Linked DNA regions of Canis lupus: region 2 is linked to region 1. The links are chromatin contacts, called in public Hi-C maps. All regions are on one chromosome and are shown on one strand. The core of a region is the stretch at or near the end of the contact, and the rest is flanking DNA. Distances in the headings are between cores, read along the strand shown. Region 1 holds the start of CALD1 (caldesmon). Region 2 has its middle 49 kb from the start of BPGM.

Region 1 (4,877 bases), core at 1,314-3,813:
CCCAGTCTGACTCACAAGCAAAATTTAATTGCTCACTACTGATCTACATGATTGCAAATTCTCAGTTGGAACTGAAAAAATATAACGAATCATCCAGATGTTTCCAAATGTCTCTTTAGAGTTGTTATGGTTTGATTAGGTAGATATATCCTATGCTAGACAAGCTGTTCTTTATCTGGGATGGTCTAAGTGGGAAATATATTCCACAAAAAATGTCCTGTATAAATCCGGTGTATTTTTAGTGTTGTTTACAAATGACTTCTGGAAAAAGTAAATTCTATGAAAGTGAAGTTTCTCATGGCAGAGATGGGCAACATATATCTTTTTCTTTCTTTTTTTCTAATGAAATTTGTTAAATTATCTTTCCGAGGTTCTTCCACAGTGCCCATTTCTAAATACATAAAAAAGGCTAAATGGTTGCTCATCCACTATACCCTGAGTACGAGGTATTCTGAATTTATCTAGGGAAACATACTTCTCTGTTCTAAAGACAGAACCCAAAAATATTCAGCTATTTATCTTCTAAAAACCATGCAAAATGCATGTCCTTTCTATGTTTCCTGCTGATAATATTTTCCCCATTTGTAGTGCAACTTTTCTTTCCTCTGGAAAGCTGGTACTTATTTTATTCATAGATTGCAAATTATGCCCTGATGCTGTTTAACCAAAAGGCATTACTCACACAAGCGGGAAGAATGTGGCTTAGGATTGAATCAGCATTGGCCATGGAAAACAGTACATTAAAACAGGCCTCACTGAGTCACAGACCATACAGCCTAGAGATCATGGGCCTCAAGCATCTCTGGACACAGGTCATATCTTCACACAGATGTCACCAACTGAGTTGTTTTCAGAAGTCATTGATGTCTGCACTACAGCATCTCCAAATGCAGCAAGTTACCAGACTGTGAACTATTACTCTGTCTTTACAACCTGTCCAGATATGGGACATCCCCAGTGGCAAAACTGGTTGTGTTCCCAAAGCTTCTTTCCAAATCATTCATTTGGGATCAGAAAACATTTTCCCATAGGAACAATTTTATAAATGGTGGTGCTCCACCAATGCCTGGTTGAGCCACAGTGTCCTTGAAATGCTGCATTGACTGTGCTATTCCCACCAGCCATTATTTATTCTGTTTCCCTGGGAAAGTGCATTCTGACTTCTAACTTGGGATGCCTGAAGCTCACCTCTCGCTCGCCCTGGCAGCCTTCTCTGTAGCTTTTTTGGGTTGTGCTGCAGTAGCAGTTGGGAAGAGGGGATAGGCAGCCTTCCCAAGAAAGAGATGAGCATAGGGTTGGTACAGATGCTTCTGGGTAACTCACTAATGCTGGATGGCTGAAAAAGGAAACCACTCACATGGATCAATTACTTCCCAAGTCAGTGTAAGGCACAAAGGGACTTTTTCCTAAGTAGAGATCATTTTTAAGTCAGATATTCATAAATAGGTAAAGGCTTATATGGTAAAACCTAAGGTTTTTGAAGACCAAGCTTATGGACTTGTAGTTAGCCAGGGAAAAATATTTCAAGTCTCCTTGGCCAGTGATGAAACAGTTTCCAAACACATAGCAATAATGAGACAGAAGTCTTGCACCTAGTTCCTGGCCTGACAAATAGTAACTGCACATAATTTGTTGTTGTTGTTGCTGCTGTTGGATTAAATACTGATGGGCTAATTTAACCAGGAATTCTTTATCGAAAAGTACAAGACCACAGATTGTATGCGCATGTGGGCCAATTAATTTCATTCTAACTCAGCATCTGCTAAATCTGTCTTTCTCATTGCACACATCCTGTCAATGAAGACTTGGTTGGAGCACTTTCAAGAAGTCACTAGAACAGCAGTGTCATCTCTGTGATCATGTGCATCATTTACACCAGCCCCAAAGGAGGTGCTGGTGTAGACACCCTCTCTGCTGTGCACAGTCGCTAGCAATGTCTCCCTGTTGCCAAATCCAAGGAAACGAAGGGGAGGTGGAGAGAGAGAGGTGATGTGGAAAACCAATGACGATAGCCAAGCTTGTAGGACCCTGCGTAGCTGAGTTTCTGGCACTACACTTATTCTGGAAAACATTACCTACTAAAAAAGACCTAAGCTTTTTTTGTCAGTTGTTTTTATAACACATGTCGACATATTTCTAGGGGGCTGTGCCTCTTTCAGGTTAGAATTTAGTTTGTGCACCAGACCTGGGTCTTGGCTATCGCAGGCTTTAAAACTGTACAACGATTTAATTTCATTTTGTATATACCATTACTTTTAAAGGAAATATGCTATTAGGGCTCCCTCCATCAAAAAACCATCCCCACCCCCACCCCACTAAAACTTACAGACTATTAAACTTTGAGTTTCATCAACTGTGCTTTCTCTTTAAAGTTGCATTTGCGTTCTGCAAGACAGCCTCTTTCTCCAAGATTAACATTTCTTATGATTGTTCCTGACAATGGATTCACTTCCAGAGGCCCTGCTAAGGATAACCAAAAAAGGGCATGTAGCTGGCTGGTTTTGGCAGCCTGCACGCAGTTTCAGAGCTTTTTAGGTCTTGGTTTTTCTGATGAGTGATTTCCTGAGCATGCCTAGAGAATGACAGGCATCTCCACAGGCAGGCTGCATCCACCTCAGCCGGGGTGTCGTCATTGGCTGCCCTATTAGAAAAACTACAGGACAATGCATACCACCGACTGCCGACTGTAAACATAGGGGCTATGTGTTCACTTAGCACGGACTTCTGGGAGGGGCCAAGGAAGGGCGGTCTGGAGTTTTATTGAATAGAGCAGTGTGTATTAGGCTGCCTGCCTGCCTGCCTGCCTGCCCTCTTGCTGTGCTCCTGCTAGAGAAATCAGTTCTTCCTTTCCGATTTAGTCCCCAGGAAGAAGTTGCAGCCTGCGAGGTAAGCCACAGAGGGCTTTCTTTCCATCTCTTGCAGAGCGTCTGGGGGCTTTCTCTGTGTTTCAGTCAACATGCCTGTGTCAGGTAGCTGCAGAAGCAAGATAGTGAAAGCCAATAATAAAGCCCACAAATTCTCAGAGCCAGGCTGGGCTTTGCTGCCCTGCAGATGGTCCCCGGAAGACAAACAGGATGAGATTTCAAGTTCTCTTCTTGGAGCTGGGACGAGAGTTGAGATCACATAGAGATGTGGGCTCTGGGCTCAGGGACCACCGGGCTACCTTGATAAGGAGCTCCTTTTGTTCAGGAGTGCAGTGGGGAGCTTACCTGAGCACCACAGGCCAGGGGCAGCAGGCGTGCTGGGCCCGTGTGCCCACACCAGTGGTCTTTCCTGCATCTTCTACTACCAGAGACTTAAAGAGGTTTTACCTTTAAAGTAAACTTTTAGGTTAACAGGCAGCCAAAAAGGAATGGTTTTTAACCAAAGCCATTTACATATTATTCTCCTACCAGTTTTTAAGCCTGGACTTCTAGAGCTGCAAGGAAATAAGGTCAGAGATGGAAAGAACCGTTTAGCACCAGTTGGGTTAACGTAACTGATATGATATTTGCCAAGACAGGAAGATGCCTACCATGATCTGTTTCCTATAAAACCTAATAATGAGAGAGAATGCATGTGCTAGTGGGTGTGTTTTTTAGAAATCGCCTTTAACATCCTACCAGTCTGTTTCTTAAGAAATCTTATTTTCTGTTTGAAAGTGTGTGCCTGTGATTAGAGAGTTTGAAGAGATGTAGTTTTGCAAGTGTGTTCCAGAAAGGGAGGAAGCAGGCTTTCATTTCAACATAGTCAGACATATTTGGGCATCTTAAACAGTAGTACAAGGCAGCCAGTTGGTAGTAGTCTGGAATTCCTTTTAGAAAGAGCTGATTGTAAAGGGTGGGAGAATTTTAGTGCTATGGTAATACATGGTTAAAAAAAAAGTGTATGAGAACAAAGTACTTGGTATTCATAGATCCCTTCTGTTAACAGGGCTATGCAGATGGACTTGTAAACTGGAATAGTAAAATCTTTCTAATGCGTTTGGCAAAACCAGACGTGTATGGCTAGAGCTTCAGAGAAGACTAGGTGGTATGTGGCAAGAAGAGCAAGTCTGATAATTTTTCAATAAGCCTGGGTATTGAAGGTTTTCAGCTCCAAATGACTGCATTTGCTTTTATTCTGTCAAGTGAGGTGGTTTTGTGTTGAGATCCATTAAATAATCTTTTTTCTTTGTATTTAGAATTTTGGGGGTAATTTTCTTGAGAATGCCCTTCTCTCCTCCTAGGAGATGATATATGAGAACAGAGTTCCCTGTGAATTTCTTTTCCTGGAACAGTTCTGAGTAAGTGTGGGAGAAAGGGCTGCAAGTGAAAGCTATAGTTTGATTATCGTCCTTCGCTCAAAGAGATCAAGTTCCAAACTATTTTCACAGTATTTTTAATGTCAATCAAAATATGGAGAACAGTTTCTTTTTCAACTGTTCTCTAAACCATGGGGGAATGCAGTTTGGAAGGAAATCTATAATCTTGGGATTTGAGGATAAATTCCGTTTTGAAACAAACCTCTCCAAATCCCCGAAAGTTCAAACTTTGCTGCCACCACTCACCCCTCTTGTCCTCGTGCATGCCCCATCCGCCAACAACCACAAAAAACACATTTTTCAAAGTAAGTGTTGTACCCTCTGTAGTGATGTACTGGAGCAAGGGGATTTGATATTTCACTTTCTATTGGACTTTGGGCAGTTCTCTGTGCTCCTTTCCTCCAGTTGAGTATGAGCTAGAACACACCTCCCCAGATGGGGAGATAAACGGGTACAGTGAAACTACAGAGCAACAACTCCCATTTTTAATAAAAGCATTTCATAAAGAGAAATGCAATGGCAAAGGTCTGGAACAAAAAAGTCACTAATAAAAAACTAATCTCAGTACACATAAGGAATATCCAATGGATTGATC
Region 2 (4,877 bases), core at 786-3,285, 88 kb before region 1:
AATAGGCTCAGGTAAGTTTTAAGCAGAAATGACCAGAATAACCTTAACCTTGTTTCTCTGACTAGAAAAGAGACGTGGTTCAAAACACACCAATTATAGGATTTGCTAGTGATCAGAATTCAATGAAACAGGTACTAGCTTATAGTCTAAAGAAGAAAGAAAGGGGCTGGTGTAGGGAAACCTAATGAATTTTGAGTATGTTGGGCTGGAGGTATCAGAGATAATCTTTATGGGCACGTCTGTGACTAGTGAAAAACAGCCCTGGACCACAGAAGAGAAGCCATTGGGTTCAGCTCAGCTGTGATTCCTACCCTGTAGAGTTTTGTGAGAATGGAATAGGATAATATATCTACATGTCTAGCAGAGTGCTTGGCCACAGAAGAAAGTTTAAATTACCATTCAGCTCCTAGAATAAACAGTTTCCTTACCCACATTTTTCTTCTCCCTTGGCGATGGGGAAGCCTGACTTTGAATGTTTCCTAGGATCAGCCAAGACTACCTGAAAGACTTTTGCCAAGTACCCATCATCATGAATGGGTTGGGAACCCTGTTCTAGAGAAGACAGTATGGTGGTTTTTAAACAATTAAAAATAAGATCACAATATGATTCTGCAATTCTTACTTCTGAGCATATGGCCAAAATAATGGAAAGTAGGGTCCTGAAAAGATATTTGTACACCCATGTTCTTAGCAGGATTATTCAAAATAGCTAAAACATGGAAACAACCCAAATGTCAATTGACAGATGGATGCATAAACAAAATGTGGTATGCACATACAGTGCAGTATTATCCAGCCCTAAGAAGGAAGGAAATCCTGACATATGTTACAATATGGATGAACTTTGAAGATCTTATGCCAAGTGAAATAAGCTAGTCACAAAAAGACAAATACTATATGATTCCACTTATATGAGAATTTAGAATAGTCAAAATCGTAGACACAGACAATAGAATAGTGTTTGCCAGGAGCTGGGGGAAATGGGGAGTTAACATTTAATGGGTACAGAGTTTCAGTTTTGGAGGTAGTTGGTGGGTGACGACACAGCACTACGTGAATGTATTTAATTCTACTGAACTGTGCGATTTAAAATGATTAAAAATACTAAGTTTATATGTATTTTACCACAATAATTTTTTTTTTTCTGAAAAAAATCACATGGTCTGGAGAGCTTGGTAAAATATAGAATCCTGGGCCTCACCACCAGAGGTATAGGTTCCATAGCTCTGACATGGGGGCTAAGATTTGAAATTTCTAACAAGCTTTCAGACAATGCTTGATGCTGCCCAAGCCTGGCAGTACTTTGAATAGCACTGCCCTAGGGGAAAACAGTTTAACAATAAGGAAGGAATTTGAGTCACCAAATGATCTTATGTAACAGGGAAGACAGAAATCAACTCCCTTAAGTGTGAGTGTGAGTATGCCTTTTTGTCATCCAGCCTAGCTTCCATCCTAATTCAGTTGGTACTCAATAATTGCTTGTTGGGGCACCTGGGTGGCTCAGTCCGTTAAGCTTCTGCCTTCAGCTCAGGTCATAATCCCAGGGTCCTGGGATTGAGCCCCACACCAGGCTCCCTGCTCAGTGAGGAGTCTGCTTCTGCCCTCCCCACCCCCACATCCCCTCCTCCACTTGTGCTCTCTCTCGCTCGCTTGCTCTGTCTCAAATAAACAAATAAAATCTTTCAAAATAATAACAATTGCTTGTTGGATGACTGAATAAGTGAACCACTGTGTTCACAGGGCAAAAAGTCACAGATTGGTCTGGGCTGCTTGGTTCTTCTGGATCCACTCCCCTCTCTTCCTACATGTGAGTTCCAGACTCATTCTGACAATGAATGGACTAAAGATGGATAGCTGGGGTGTGGCCAAGGGCAGCCGTGCTTCTCTGCAGGAAGACACTCCACGGTGAAAAACTCCTACTTCTTGGCTCCAAGAGCTGCTTGCTGCTGCACACACCCGGCCCTCTGCCCAGGACAGGTTGTTGCTGATCCCCTATGCCTCCAGCTGCCACCCCTTCCCAGAGACAGTTGAAGGACAGCTTATCTCGCAGGGCATGATGGGCGCACAGACTTGCTGAAAGAGCTTGATTTCAAGTCCATGAGATGAAGAGACTAATGGGCAACGTCAGACTGGGGAGGCGCTGCTGTGGTGGGAAAGAATGCTGGTCGCGACCACTTCCTTCTCTTTATTCTGCATAGCAGTTAAATGCCGGCCTTGCCCGAATATCATGCTGAGACCTGGACCTCAGAAGTCCAAAACACACACCCTTTTCAGAAATGTGTAATGTCATCACTTCTTGACCAAATGACTCCAACCACAGAGAGGCGCAAATTTTCCATTGGGATTCATTCTGCTGCTCCCTTTTGGTGGGTATACTCTTTCCATCATGCCTTTGAAACCCCAATTCATTATCTGAAGTATAGGTTTTTCAAAACTGATTTTAAAGTAAGCTTGTTATTAAACATACATATCTCGCCCCTGTCTTTCTCACTCCACTTTATGGATTTGAGAACTGGGACATAGAACAGCCGATGGCTTAGAAAAGCTAAATTCGCTTTTTATTTGGACCATGGACCATAATCTGGGCTTTGAAGTCTAAAGAGCTAGGATTACCGGCCCTCTCCCCAACCCTCAGTATGGCCAGACCCTGATGCAAAAAAGCCAGGAACCTCATTCCCCAAGCACAAGCAATCCAAGACTTCCAGTTTCTGGTTGCAGTTGAAGGCTAGTAAATTTGGAGAACAGAATGGAACTGTTTCTTGTACAGGCAAACAACTTGTAATCATTAAGAAGCATGAAGCTAATGAAAAGCAATTAGTCCAACGGCAAGTCTTGCCATAAGTTTTATCCCCAAAGTGAACGCATGATACAGGCATGATTCTTGATTTCAGATAAAACAGAAAACATGGAGCTATTATTAAATACAAAGTAAAACGACATGAAAAAAAAAATGCCAGGAGATAGAAGGAATGCAAGCAGGAGCCCTGGGGCAGAGGGAGGGAAGAGCTAGCTGGAGAAGGCGGATGTGTGGGGAGGGCCAGGGGTGAGGGGCACTGGGCCAAGTGGAGTCAGTCTCCCGGCTGGCGGCTGGCGATGCTGAGGGGCCAGGGGCAGAGCCAGCTCCTCTCCCCGCCACCCCCCCCCCCAACCAGGAGTCCTGAGCTTGGGTCTCTGCAGCTCTGGCCAAGCCCCTCAGCCTCCCCACCCTGCTGCCCCTTCCACAGGGAGTCACATGGTGCCCTCCCCTTATGGAGCAAGAAATAAAGAATGACTCCTCATTTCCTGGAACACTTGAGACCACAGGGGAGTTGGCAGAGGCAGGGGAAAGTTAAGATTTTTGGTGAAATGGGGGGCAGGGTGAGAGGACACTGAAACTACCTATGTATCTCTCCCTACCGGACAGATTTCTGGCAAAATGCATGCTTTTGAGATAGCCTGTGGTTGAAAAATCAGCCAGGGATGCTTTAAGTTCTACTCATGGAACCAGACTGCCAGGGAGGGATTTCTTCCTTTGGGAAATCAGAATATAATTTGGCCTCAGGCCACCTTCAGTGTACCTTGAATGAATACCTAATATGATCACAAAATCTTCCCAACCACTAAGAAAAGGGGGTCTTCCCCTTTTTTTTCCAACCCCAGATGCCTGAAATTCCTCTAACATGGGACAAAGAAATCTTTATGAAATCATAAAAGATGACATTCTAAAAGTGAATACCACCAAGGAACAGAGCCTACCGAAGACACTCATTTGCAGTGGAAAGGTAGAACACGGAGCAACAGGTGAAAATTATTGGCAGCAGATTTCCCGGTTTTGGTAGAAGGGGCCCTACAGAAGAGGAGGGGTTTATGTTGAAGAAAGACAGAGACGTTGTTAAGTTACTGACCAGCTGATTGTACGAAGGTCTGGCCTTGTTTATCTTCAGATGGGGTGGAGGAGAGAGGCCTTTCAAGCTGGGAGTGAAGATATCCTTGTCTCGTGGGGCTGTTGACAATAGATAATCTTTTGTGTGCTTTAGGGAGATTTGGACACTTTCTTCTTCATGTTCTTTGAAAAGCATTATTTGAGCCTTCCGTAGCAATGAGATATATGTGTACATGAGACAGTCGGTGGCACAGCACAGTGAGATGCAAAGGGCCTGGCCTGGAAGCCCAAGATTTGCCTTCTACCCCAGGCCCTTGCCACCAACTAACTAAATGACCTGTTACCAGTTACTTCATCTCCGATGCCTCTTCGTTTTCCCAGTTCGTGTCCTGGGAACGAGGGCCAGTTCTTTCCAAATCGGGAGGCTTTCTTTGAAAGCAGAGAGCGGCTGCAGTGGAAGTAGAGGAGGGCTCCTAGAACCCTGCCCACCTGGCTCCCTACTTCCTGCCCCCCCAAACCCCGCCTGTGAGCCACCTCAACAGAATCCCCAATAGTTTGAACCACACTGCCTGAGATGGTGGCTCCTGTTTCCAGGAGCTTGTGAAAGAGTAGCTTCTGCTGGAGGAGTGTCACAGACCGGCTTGGAGAATCTGGCAATCCCGCTCTAGACTGAGATCCCATGGGATCCCATGAGCCTTGTTCTGCCCAGGGCTGTGCCTGGGAGTCAGAGGCCTTGAGATTCCCTCAAGAGGTAGATCACGTCTCTCTTAGCAGCACAGGCTGCCTGACTATATGGAGGGTCTAGGAATTTCTTATTAACAATTCTCTTATTCAAACAGCTATACAAAAACAAACAAAAAATAAATAAATAAAAACAGCTCTACCAAAAAAACCCCAAAAAGCAAACAAACAAAAAACCCAACGCAGCTCTACCCATTGCATCTTCAATTAATGAGTATGTAATCTGCCTTCCAGTTCGGCTCCTCCTTACTTGCCCAGGCTATCTCTTGTCCTT

What was found. Hi-C and Micro-C count contacts between places; a contact is called where the count stands out from the background.
Region 2: a Hi-C map of skin fibroblasts shows a contact between it and region 1, with 3 times the contacts expected there. The contact joins the enhancer-like site here to the promoter of CALD1 in region 1. A contact is called at or near these places in 2 of 9 Hi-C or Micro-C datasets (skin fibroblasts and tumor fibroblasts).

Annotation. Positions count from the first base shown.
Region 1 is chr16:12,934,927-12,939,803 of UU_Cfam_GSD_1.0, reverse strand. It overlaps CALD1 (caldesmon), which reads left to right and starts at 2,563. Exons shown (of 16, transcript XM_038559477.1): 1 at 2,563-2,886.
Region 2 is chr16:13,021,924-13,026,800 of UU_Cfam_GSD_1.0, reverse strand. No RefSeq gene overlaps it. Among named protein-coding and RNA genes, the nearest start is that of BPGM, 49 kb to the left of the region's middle. Within about 2 kb of position 2,035, at least 2 of the 20 cell types and tissues checked have an H3K27ac peak or open chromatin away from gene starts, as enhancers often do.